Regions from separate parts of the Bos taurus genome. Here region 1 is linked to region 2. A link is a contact called in public Hi-C data. All regions are on one chromosome and are shown on one strand. The core of a region is the stretch at or near the end of the contact, and the rest is flanking DNA. Distances in the headings are between cores, read along the strand shown.

The links. Hi-C and Micro-C count contacts between places; a contact is called where the count stands out from the background.
Region 1: a contact with region 2 is called in a Hi-C map of an unstated tissue, with 2.9 times the contacts expected there. The contact joins two enhancer-like sites.

Annotation. Positions count from the first base shown.
Region 1 is chr13:81,409,210-81,414,145 of ARS-UCD2.0, reverse strand. No RefSeq gene overlaps it. Among named protein-coding and RNA genes, the nearest start is that of BCAS1, 100 kb to the left of the region's middle. Within about 2 kb of position 1,640, at least 12 of the 102 cell types and tissues checked have an H3K27ac peak or open chromatin away from gene starts, as enhancers often do.
Region 2 is chr13:81,107,992-81,113,515 of ARS-UCD2.0, reverse strand. No RefSeq gene overlaps it. Among named protein-coding and RNA genes, the nearest start is that of ZNF217, 43 kb to the left of the region's middle. Within about 2 kb of position 2,180, at least 18 of the 102 cell types and tissues checked have an H3K27ac peak or open chromatin away from gene starts, as enhancers often do.

The DNA.
Region 1 (4,936 bases), core at 391-2,890, 300 kb before region 2:
CTCTAAATCCATCCATGTTGTTGCAGATGACAAAACTTCACGCTTTATCCTGGCTGAGTAGTATTTCATTGTGTATATTTATATCCTGCATCTTCTTTATCCACCTCTTTTGGACACTTAGGTTGCTTCTGTATCTTGGCATTTGTAAATCATGCTTGTAATTATAAATCTTGCACTGGGACTCATCTATCTTTTCAAACTAGTGTGTGTGTGTGTGTTTCAGATATACACCCAGGAGTGGGATTGCTGGTAACTCTACTTTTACTTTTTTGGGAAACTTCCATGCGCTTTCCATAGTGGCTACACCAATTTACGTTTCCATTCCCACCACCGGTGTATGAGGGCTCCCTTTTCCCCATATCCTTGCCAACGTTTGTTAATTCTGTTCTTTTTGATAACAGACATTCTGACAGGTAGGGGGTGATCTCTCATTGTGGTTTTGAGTCGCATTTTCTCAGATGATTAGTGAGCGTTTTTTCATGTGCCTCTTAGCCATGTGCATGTCTTCTTTAGAAAAATGTCTACTCAGGCCTTCTGCCCACTTTTAATATGGTTGTTTTTTATGTTGAGTCACATGAGCCATTTATATATATTTTGGATATTAACCCCTTATCAATCATATCATTTGCAAATATTTTTTTCCCATTCAGGAAAAGTAGGTTGTCTTTTTGTTTTGTTGATGGTTTCCCTTGCTGTGCAAACTTCTAAGTTTAATAAGGCACCATTTGAAATCATATATGTTTCAATATTATGGGAGAATAAAGACAAAGAACCCATGATAATCCCATCTTCCTGACTCAGCCTTATTTTTACATACTCCCTTCAGATTTTTTTTATATAGATTATTTCATAGTTATGAAAGTACCTTGCAAACAGCAGGTGATTAATAAAATGCATATTGACTGCCTGACTATCCAGTTCAATGCAAACTATTTTGTATTATGCTTTGTTCATGTGGCCAAGTCACTTCAGTTGTGTCCAACTCTTTGTGACCCTGTGGACTGTAGCCCACGAGGCTCCTCTGTCCATGGGATTTATCCAGGCAAATACTGGAGTGGGTTGTCATTCCCTTCTCCAGGGAGTCTTCCCAACCCAGGGATTGAACTCACCTCTCTTATGTCTCCTGCATTGGCAGACAGCTTCTCTAACGGGGAAGCCCACTGGGGAAGCCCATGCTTTGTACACGTAAGCTCTATGATATGATGTGATGTTATAATCATCGCGTGTACATTCCACTTATGTTTTTTCATAAGATGCGTGGCTCTAAGCTCTATGGCGCTAGGACTTCTCATGTCAGTGTGCGAGCTTGGCTGAGCCACTTTTCTTTGCTGTACTGTCGTGCGTAGAATTACTACAGATCACTCTGCTTTGAACTCCACCACAGTGAGTCGTTCTATATATTGTGTTTTGCCTTTTTTGTAAATTTCCTAAAATGATCATAGACTATGGAATTAAACATCCCAAGCTAAACCTTCAAGCTAGCTGAACAGGAAGCCCCAAAAGATTAAGCCAAAATGGGACTCCTTCTATAAGATCAGGTTGTAATAAAATGAACTGCACAAGATGATTAAAGCATGTGTGATCCTATTTTCGTTTTGAGGTATTCGCTTTTCACTCTTTCAGAAAACATTGAAAACCCACAACTCCCTCCGCACAGATCAATAAAAGATATGAGTGTTTTGATGTATTTGTAAACAAAAGCAGCAGTACTTCCACTTTAAGCAGACACGTGTTTTTTTAAAAATGCTCATCAGACATCTGGTTAACCCAAAGGCTGGCTTTAAAAGGCTGCAGAGCGAGATTCTCGGCTATATAGTACGTTTCCTGAAGCAGAAGCCCCCTCAAATCTTAGGGTGTGTTGGGTGGGTGAATTTCTCTCTTGTTGCGCTGGTGGAACAGAGAGGAAGGAGCAATGACAGCAGTCTGCTTAAGTGAAGGCACTTCCCTAGCGATCAGAGACAGCCAGCTGCACTCGACGTCCGCTTGTCTCAGCAGTGACGGGTGACGGGTGATGGGTGAAGGCGAGTCTGGTGTCCTCGGGGCCTGCAACCGGGGGCATGGAAAGCACCTTTGTCAGGGGCTACCTTGTGACTGAAGGTATGTTAGCAACTAACTGAGCAAGGCAGGATCCAGTCCCTGATTCCAGAGTCCCTGGGCCCCACTATGTAACAGTACTCTCTCTCCAGATTGGTTGTTCTCCTGTTCTGGTTGACTCCAAAGTTCACTGGAAATGGAAAGAATGCAAGAGGGGAGGCCAAGGAGAAGGCTCCTGCTGTGACTTCTTGGGAGAAGATGGTAGCTGAGACTAGCGTCATTGCTGAAGAGGTGGTGAGAAGTGGCTTATTCAAAGGACTTATTTGAATAAAACATAACGGGATAATATCATCTATGTGGACGCCAGTCATATACCCATAAGAGGGCTCAAGCTCACTGCCTAGCAGGTGTTAGTCACTTAGTCGTGTCTGACTGTTTGCGACCCCATGGTCTGTAGCCCTCCAGACTACTCTGTCCATGGAATTTTCCAGACAAGAATACTGGAGTGGGTTGCCATTCCCTCCTCCAGGAGTTCTTCCCAGCCCAGGAATCAAATTCAGGCCTCCCACATTGCCTGAGGATTCTTTACCGCCTGAGCCATCAGGGAAGCCATCCTAGCAAGTAACAGTGCTCAGTAAATTGGTTCATTGGCTGGAGCCAACCTGGCTACCAACAACGGACGCCAACCTGGAACTGGGAGGTTTCACTTTTCACAAGAAAATCTGCAGGTCACCAAGAGTATCTTTCTCCCCAAACCATCCTTTCTTATTTCATCCCATGAATGACGGCCCTAAGGTAGGGTGAGAAGAAAACAGGTAATCCGAGAATAAAAATCTACAGTCCATAGGGTTGCACATGTCCACTCTCTGTATTTTATCCTATTTCATCTTCAAAGGAACCCAATGTGGTGGTGATCTTCTCACCATTTTGCACAGGAGTAAACAAAAGTACAAAGAAGTTGCAGAATTTGTTGGAAGCCGCAGAACGGTTAGGTTAAAAAAAAAAACACGCAAAGATTGCACACAGGTTTGCTTGATTCCAAAGTTTACAGGCTTAACCATGAGGTTGTTTTGCTTCCTGCCATGTTGGTGGGAAGAAGTGGGATTCTGCAGGAGGGAGAGAACTGTGTTCTGCTCCATCATGTTCATACGTATCCTGCATGTTCCAGAAGGATTCCAGGGTCTGTCCAAGGAGACAAGGACCAGATCTCTGCTGCCAGCCTGTGGCTCCAGCCCACTCAAGTTCCGTGTTTTCTCTTATAAATATAAGAACTCACAACAGCCCCCTGGGATGGGAGGGGCAGAGGGCTTGACGCTTGTCATCCAGCACTGGGGAAGTTGCTCATTTTAGGTCGTTTTTAACCGTGTGAATGCCCGACATTTGACATTTGGGCAAAAGTGGGGGAAAGTCCCCCAAAGGCTGCTTGGGACCTGCCTGTCTGCTTCTTCGCCAAACAGGAATCCTCCCTTGGCTGTCGTCCCTCAGAGATGATTTTCCAACGACGGTTTTTAAAAACAGTTCTTTTGGGGAATTAAAAAAGCAGTCCTGTTTTCAATAGAAAATTGTCGTTTCAACAGAAATGCATGAAAAATAAAATCACCAATTTCCCCATCACCCAGGGAAAAACACTGTTGCCAAATGAACGCTTCCTTCTTTTTTCCCCTCATGCAGATAGACTTATTTTTGTAAACTGCAACTGGACTCAACTGCACATAAAGTTTTGTGGCAAGCATTTTTAAAATCAAACATTGGATTACTAGCATTTCTGCATGTTTTCCAATTTAAAAACTTGGAAAATGTGATTTTTAATAACCACATAAGAACCTACCCCACAGACTCTTATACGAACATACTTAACCATCTCTCCGCTGGCAGACCTTCCTTTGTTTCCTATTTCAAGCAACATTTTCTCCCCAGGAGTGTGTTGCCTTTATACAGATATTCTGGTCTATCCTACCAATCAATTTAATTTCCTATCAAAATCTTTCTAGACTTCTCTACATCAGAAGAGTTGGGATGCTGGTCATAGGAGTGATGTTGAATGAGAAGCAAACCCCATGTGAAAGGAAATCAAAATACCATTTTATTGAGGTTTTCAGTCACCCCCGTTAAAAGCCAACCAACAAAGAACTTTCATCTCCCCCACCCACCGCCCCCACCAGGCCTTTGGGTAGCCTTAACACAGCTCTTTCCCTTTGCTTTGATTTCTGCCCCTTAAACATTTACCCCTCAAGATCCTGTCATCTCTTTGCGACTCCCCGATACAACAGTCCTTGCAAAATGCCAGATGCATCTTCCTCCACTTTCATTTAATTTCTCACTACACAAGAGATCCAGAAAGGCATTTTCCCAGTTAAAATAATTAACAATTTAAATATAGATCCCCTGGTGACCACTTATCCCTCATCTTGGAAACTTTCTCCTTCAACAAAGGTATCCAGTGTTGCGAATGCTGAGGGAAGGGTAGGGGCACCTTTGGGTCCTCCACCTGCGCCCGCAGAGACTGAGAGAATGCGCGAGAGGAAGAGAGAAGAGGCCGGGTGTGGCTTTGTGTGGAAGTGTTTTAGTGTGTCTTATCTTTCTGAGTGTTTCTTGTGTCTCCACAGCTCAGATACACCATGGACCAGAGTTTATTTACCTGTAACTCTGCTGATGGACATTATTAGCTGGCTTCTGGTTCCTTATCATCACAAACAAGGAGGTGACAGAGAACACTCCTGAGTCTATCCGTCTGGGCACTAGAGCGCGACTTTGCCCCTCTAGGGGAAATACCGAGAACGCGGCCTCCAGGCCACTTGGTTGTCGTGGCTGTTCAGTTGCTAACAGGCGTCCAGCTCTTTGCGACCCCGAGAATGGCAGCACGCCAGGCTCCTCTGTCCTCCACTAACTCCCGGAGTTGCTC
Region 2 (5,524 bases), core at 931-3,430:
AATAAGGCAAGGGCCCTCCCCACCCCATGGCTGTGAAATGTCAAGAGGGTGAGAGAGCCGAACTTCGCAGCGACTGCACCCTCTCCTTGGACAGAAGAGGAGCCCAAGGTCCCCAGAAGGCCATGTGCGTCCCCAAGGCCAGACAGCTCTGCCGGGCGTTAGAGGGAGCAGCTGGGTCTCCTGTCCCAGTCTGTGCTCCTTCTCAGGGTCAGAGAGAAGCACAGCATCTTAGGTGCGTTTTCAGATTTGGCAAGACCTGAGTCTGCTCCTTGCTCAGCACTGGGCAGACTGTGGTGCCCGGGGGGTTGACATCTGTGCCAGTGTCTGGGATTGGGGCCCCTGGTGGCGATCCAATTGTATGGCCATTTAGTGAGACTCTGCTTATCAGTTATATGCATATATATATGCTTAGATTTCTGTTTTTAATTGGATGTGGGCTTGTTGAATTTGTTGGATTTGTTTTTGTTTTTTGAATTTGTTGCAGTACTGTTTCGGTTTTATGTTTTGGTTTTTTGGCCTTAAGGCATGTGGGATCTTGGCTCCCTGACCAGGGTTTGAATCCACACTCCCTGCATTGAAGTTCAGTTCAGTCTCTCAGTCGTGTCTGACTTCGACTCCGTGGACTGCAGCACACCAGGCCTCCCTGTCCTTCACCAACTCCTGGAGTTTACTCAAACTTAATGTCCATTGAGCATCAGTGATGCCATCCAACCATCTCATCCTCTGTCGTCCCCTTTTCCTCCTGCCCTCAATCTTTCCCAGCATCAGGGTCTTCTCCAGTGAGTCAGTTCTTCGCATCAGGTGGCCAAAGGATTGGAGTTTCAGCCTCAGCATCAGTCCTTCCAATGAATATTCAGGACTGATTTCCTTTTGGATGGACTGGTTGGATCTCCTTGCAGTCCAAGGGACTCTCAAGAGTCTTCTCCAACACCACACTTCAAAAGCATCAATTCTTCGGCACTCAGCTTTCTTCACAGTCCAACTCTTACATCCACACATGACTACTGGAAAAACCATAGCTTTGACTAGACAGACCTTTGTTGGCAAAGTAATGTCTCTGCTTTTTAATATGCTGTCTAGGTTGGTCATAACTTTTCTTCCAAGGAGCAAGAGTCTTTTAATTTCATGGCTGCAGTCGCCACCTGCAGTGATTTTGGAGCCCCCCAAAATAAAGTCAGCCACTGTTTCCACTGTTTCCCCATCTATTTGCCATGAAGAAATGGCATTGAAAGGCAAAGTCTTAACCACTGGACCTCCAGGGAAGGTCCCTACTTCTCAGTATGAATGGGACATACTCATGTGACAAAAGATTTCCAACCTCTTGAGTTTGTGAAAAGTCATACCAAAGAAGGAAAAAAAAAATCACATCTCTTTTCTGCCGTTTAGCCTTATTTGTCACCGAAATTTCGTGACCTTTGTACACACATCAAACTCCCGCACGACGGTGGCCCCCACAGGCTGTAGCAGGCAGAATCGTCTGACACGGCCCCAGCCCCCTGTCCCGCAGGCTCGGTGGGCAGTCTGGAGAAGAAGGGAGAAAGGTGAGTGCCTCCTGAGTACACCAGGTGACTCTTGAAAGAGCGAGAAGTCAGCTAAGGCTCCTAGACACTCTGTTTGGAATTCTGAGGGACCAAAAAGAGCCTCGAAAGGGCAGCAGGGATCCCATCACAGGCTCCTCAGTCGTGTCCGAATCTGTGACCCCGTGGACCACAGCCCACCAGGCTCCTCTGTCGGTGGAATTTTCCAGGCAGGAACACTGGAGTGGGTTGCCGTTTCCTACTCCAGGGGATCTTAGGACCCGGGGATGGAACCCACGGCTCCTGCATTGGCAGGCGGATTCTTAACCGCAGAGCTACCTGGGAAGCCCTAAAACTGGGCAGCCTCCTTGCATAGGTGACCAAAGAGTGGCCCACATGGGGGTCGAACGCTTGACCTTGTCGCTAACTGAGACAACGCCATGATCCCATCATGACGATTGTTAGAAAGCTCTGAGCTTCCTGCTTCACAGGCGGCATGCCCAGTGGACTGATTACATTCTCAGCATCCCAGGGCTTTTTACTTGGACCCCCAGCAAGAGCAGGTGGATCTTCTAGTTCCATGCCTCCGACCCGGTAGGAGGCAGCAGGATCCCCGGGTTCAGGCCTCGGCCCACGCTGGCCCCGCCCCACGCTGGCCCCCCGCCCCGGCCCCCCCGGCCCCGCCCCGGCCCGGCCCCGCCCCGGCCCCGGTGTGTCCGTCCCCACCGCCTCTGCACGTCTGCACCGGAGCCCCCAGCTGGCATCTGAGCGCAGCACGCACCCCATGATGGCGGCCCGTCGCGGCCTGTGTCCCCCCCGCCCCCCGCCCCCCAGGGATGTCCCCCCAGTCCCCCTGTGCCCCTCTTTCATTCCCCGTCCAATCGAAGAGCAAACCTGCTCCTTCTGTTCCCTTCAGAACACACCGGACGCGGGGCCGGCTCCAGGCACCCCCATCACCGCCGCACCCGGACGAAGCCATCCTTCCAGCCGCCCCCTCCCCGCTTTAACTTCTCCCCTTCAGCCTCGCCTCCATGTGCCGCCACACCCGTCTTTTCCCAAGAGAGACAGTGCTGCCTCTGTCCGTGCTCGAACCACCAGTGACCTCACATGACTCAGAATGAAACCCAAGCCTGCCCGCCGCTCTGCTTTCTTCCTGAGCGGCTTTCCCAGCCCTTCCCGTTGGTTACGGCAGCCACAGGGGACTCGGGTTCCCTTCTGGAGCCTCGCAGACTCCGCAGTGGTCCGGGTAGTCCACACTCACCTGCTCATACGTCCCTGACCCCCAGATCTCCAGCCCCTCCGTCTCTGGATCTGGTGCTGGTTTTCTTCGCAGCACTCAGCACTGCCTCCCATCTCAATGTGCATGTTTGATAGGTCTTCCCCATCTGAAGGTGAACCCCGGGAGGGCAGAGATTTGTTATCGGTGTATCCCCTGGGCTTCTGCAGAGCTTGGGATATTTTTTGGTAGGATGGATGGATGGATGGATGAATAATATATGTGGTTTATTCTAACCCAGCAAGTCAGGAAAGACAGGTAGGTGTTTGGAATTATCTCAATAACCTTATGCCTTTGAAATTATTTGGACTTTCTCAACGTAAGCATTTCCATGGCGACAAATGTGCTGCGCACTCACTGCTGGCTAGTTTCCTTTTCCTTATGTGTGTGCTTAGTTGCTCAGTCGTGTCCCACTCTCTGTAGCCCATGAGCCTCCTCTGTCCATGGGATTCTCCAGGCCAGAATCCTGGAGTGGGTTGCCTTTTCTTTCTCCAGGGGATTTTCCTGACCCAGGATTTGAACCCGGGTCTCCCGTATTGCAGGGGGATTCTTTACTGCTGAGCACCAGGGAAGCTCCCCGCCCCCCTTATTTTCCTTATATACAATATATTGAGTGAGAGGAGTTTTACATAGAGAATAATTGTGGGTGGTACAGGTACTTTTGGAGAAGGAAATGGCAACCCACTCCAGTATTCTTGCCTGGAAAATCCCACGGACGGAGGAACCTGGTTAGGCTACAGTCCATGGGGTCGCAAAGAGTCAGACACGACTGAGTGACTTGACTTCACTCACTCACTTCATTCACAGGTACTTTAGAGGAATAAAAGGTAGACAGGATTGAGAGAGGTTTGGTATGGACTACTTAAATGATGAAAGTGAAAGAGGAGAGGGAAAAAGTGGGCTTAAAGCTCAACATTCAGAAAATGAAGATCATGGCATCTGGTCCCATCACTTCATGGCAAATAGATGGGGAAACAGTGTCAGACTTTATTTTGGGGGGCTCCAAAATCACTGCAGGTGGTGACTGCAGCCATGAAATTAAAAGAGGCTTACTCCTTGGAAGAAAAGTTATGACCAACCTAGACAGCATATTGAAAAGCAGAGACATTACTTTGCCAACAAAGGTCCGTCTAGTCAAGGCTATGGTTTTTCCAGTGGTCATGTGTGGATGTGAGAGTTGGAGTGTGAAGAAAGCTGAGCGCCAAAGAATTGATGCTTTTGAAGTGTGGTGTTGGAGAAGACTCTTGAGAGTCCCTTGGACTGCAAGGAGATCCAACCAGTCCATTCTGAAGGAGATCAGCCCTGGGATTTCTTTGGAAGGAATGATGCTAAAGCTGAAACTCCAGTACTTTGGCCACCTGATGCAAAGAGTTGACTCATTGGAAAAGACTCTGAAGCTGGGAGGGATTGGGGGCAGAAGGAAGAGGGGACGACAGAGGATGATATGGCTGGATGGCATCACCGACTCGATGGACGTGAGTCTGAGTGAACTCCGGGAGTTGGTGATGGACAGGGAGGCCTGGTGTGCTGCGATTCATGGGGTCGCAAAGAGTCGGACACAACTGAGCGACTGAACTGAACTTAAATGATTGTTTCTTTTACTGGGTGTGCATGTGGGTGGGGGTGGAGGGCGTGAAGATAGCCGGAGGGCAAGAATTTGATAAACAGATTATAGGAGATTATAGAGAAAAGAATATGCTTGGAAAAGGATATTCACATAGAGAGGCTTAGCGATTCACAAGTCACTGAGAACATGTGCAGAAAAAGCTGCCAATCCAAGCATCCTTTGTTGTAGGAAAGGTTGACATCATATGGTCATTTCTGTGGTAAGGAATCCGCCTGCAATGCGAGAGACCTGGCTTCTATCCCTGGGTTGGGAAGATCCCCCGCAGAAGGGAGAAAGGCAACCCACTCCAGTATTCTGGCCTGGAGAATTCCATGGACAGTCCTTGGGGTCCCAAAGAATTGGACATGACTGAGCGGCTTTCACTTTCACATCGTAAAGAACCCACCTGCCAATGCAAGAGACGGGGGCTCGATCCCTGGGTCAGGAAGATTCCCTGGAGTAGGGAATGGCCACCCACTCCAGTATTCTTGCCTGGGAAATTCTAGGAACAGAGGAGCCTGGCGGGCTGCAGTCCATGGGGCCACAGAGTCAGACATGACGGGGTGACTGAGCGCGGCACAGCTCCATCTACATACAGTGTAGAAAGTGAAAGCCATGTGCCGCAAGGAAGATCCCGCATGCTGAAAGCTAAGACCCCAAACAATCAAATAAATATTAAAAAATACATATATTAATACATAAGAGGATTCCTTGAGTGTATATCTAGGAGTGGGATTGCTGAGTCAAAAACCATTTGAAAAGAAAACAAATTAAGGGACTTTACATGCATTATCTTAACAGTGGTGTGGATGGGGAGGCTGAGGTGCAGAGAAGTCAGTAAGTTGCTCTTGGCTGGTAAAGGGACTGAGCCAGGTCTGTGCTTTTAACAGAAAACTAGGTAGCTGGCTACAGTTTATACAGAGTTTTGTGAAATGTCAATGTTTCTGTGAATTAAGCTAATGCCATTCCTGGAATTTGAGTATATTTACAGCCAAACCAGCCTCTAGTCTGAGGAAGGTGATGAGCACATTTTGTCAAATTGTATGTGACAGGTGCATTCTTAAAGACAGTCAATGACTGAACACTTTGAATAATTACAGATTGTTCTCCCAGTGGAACTGGCCA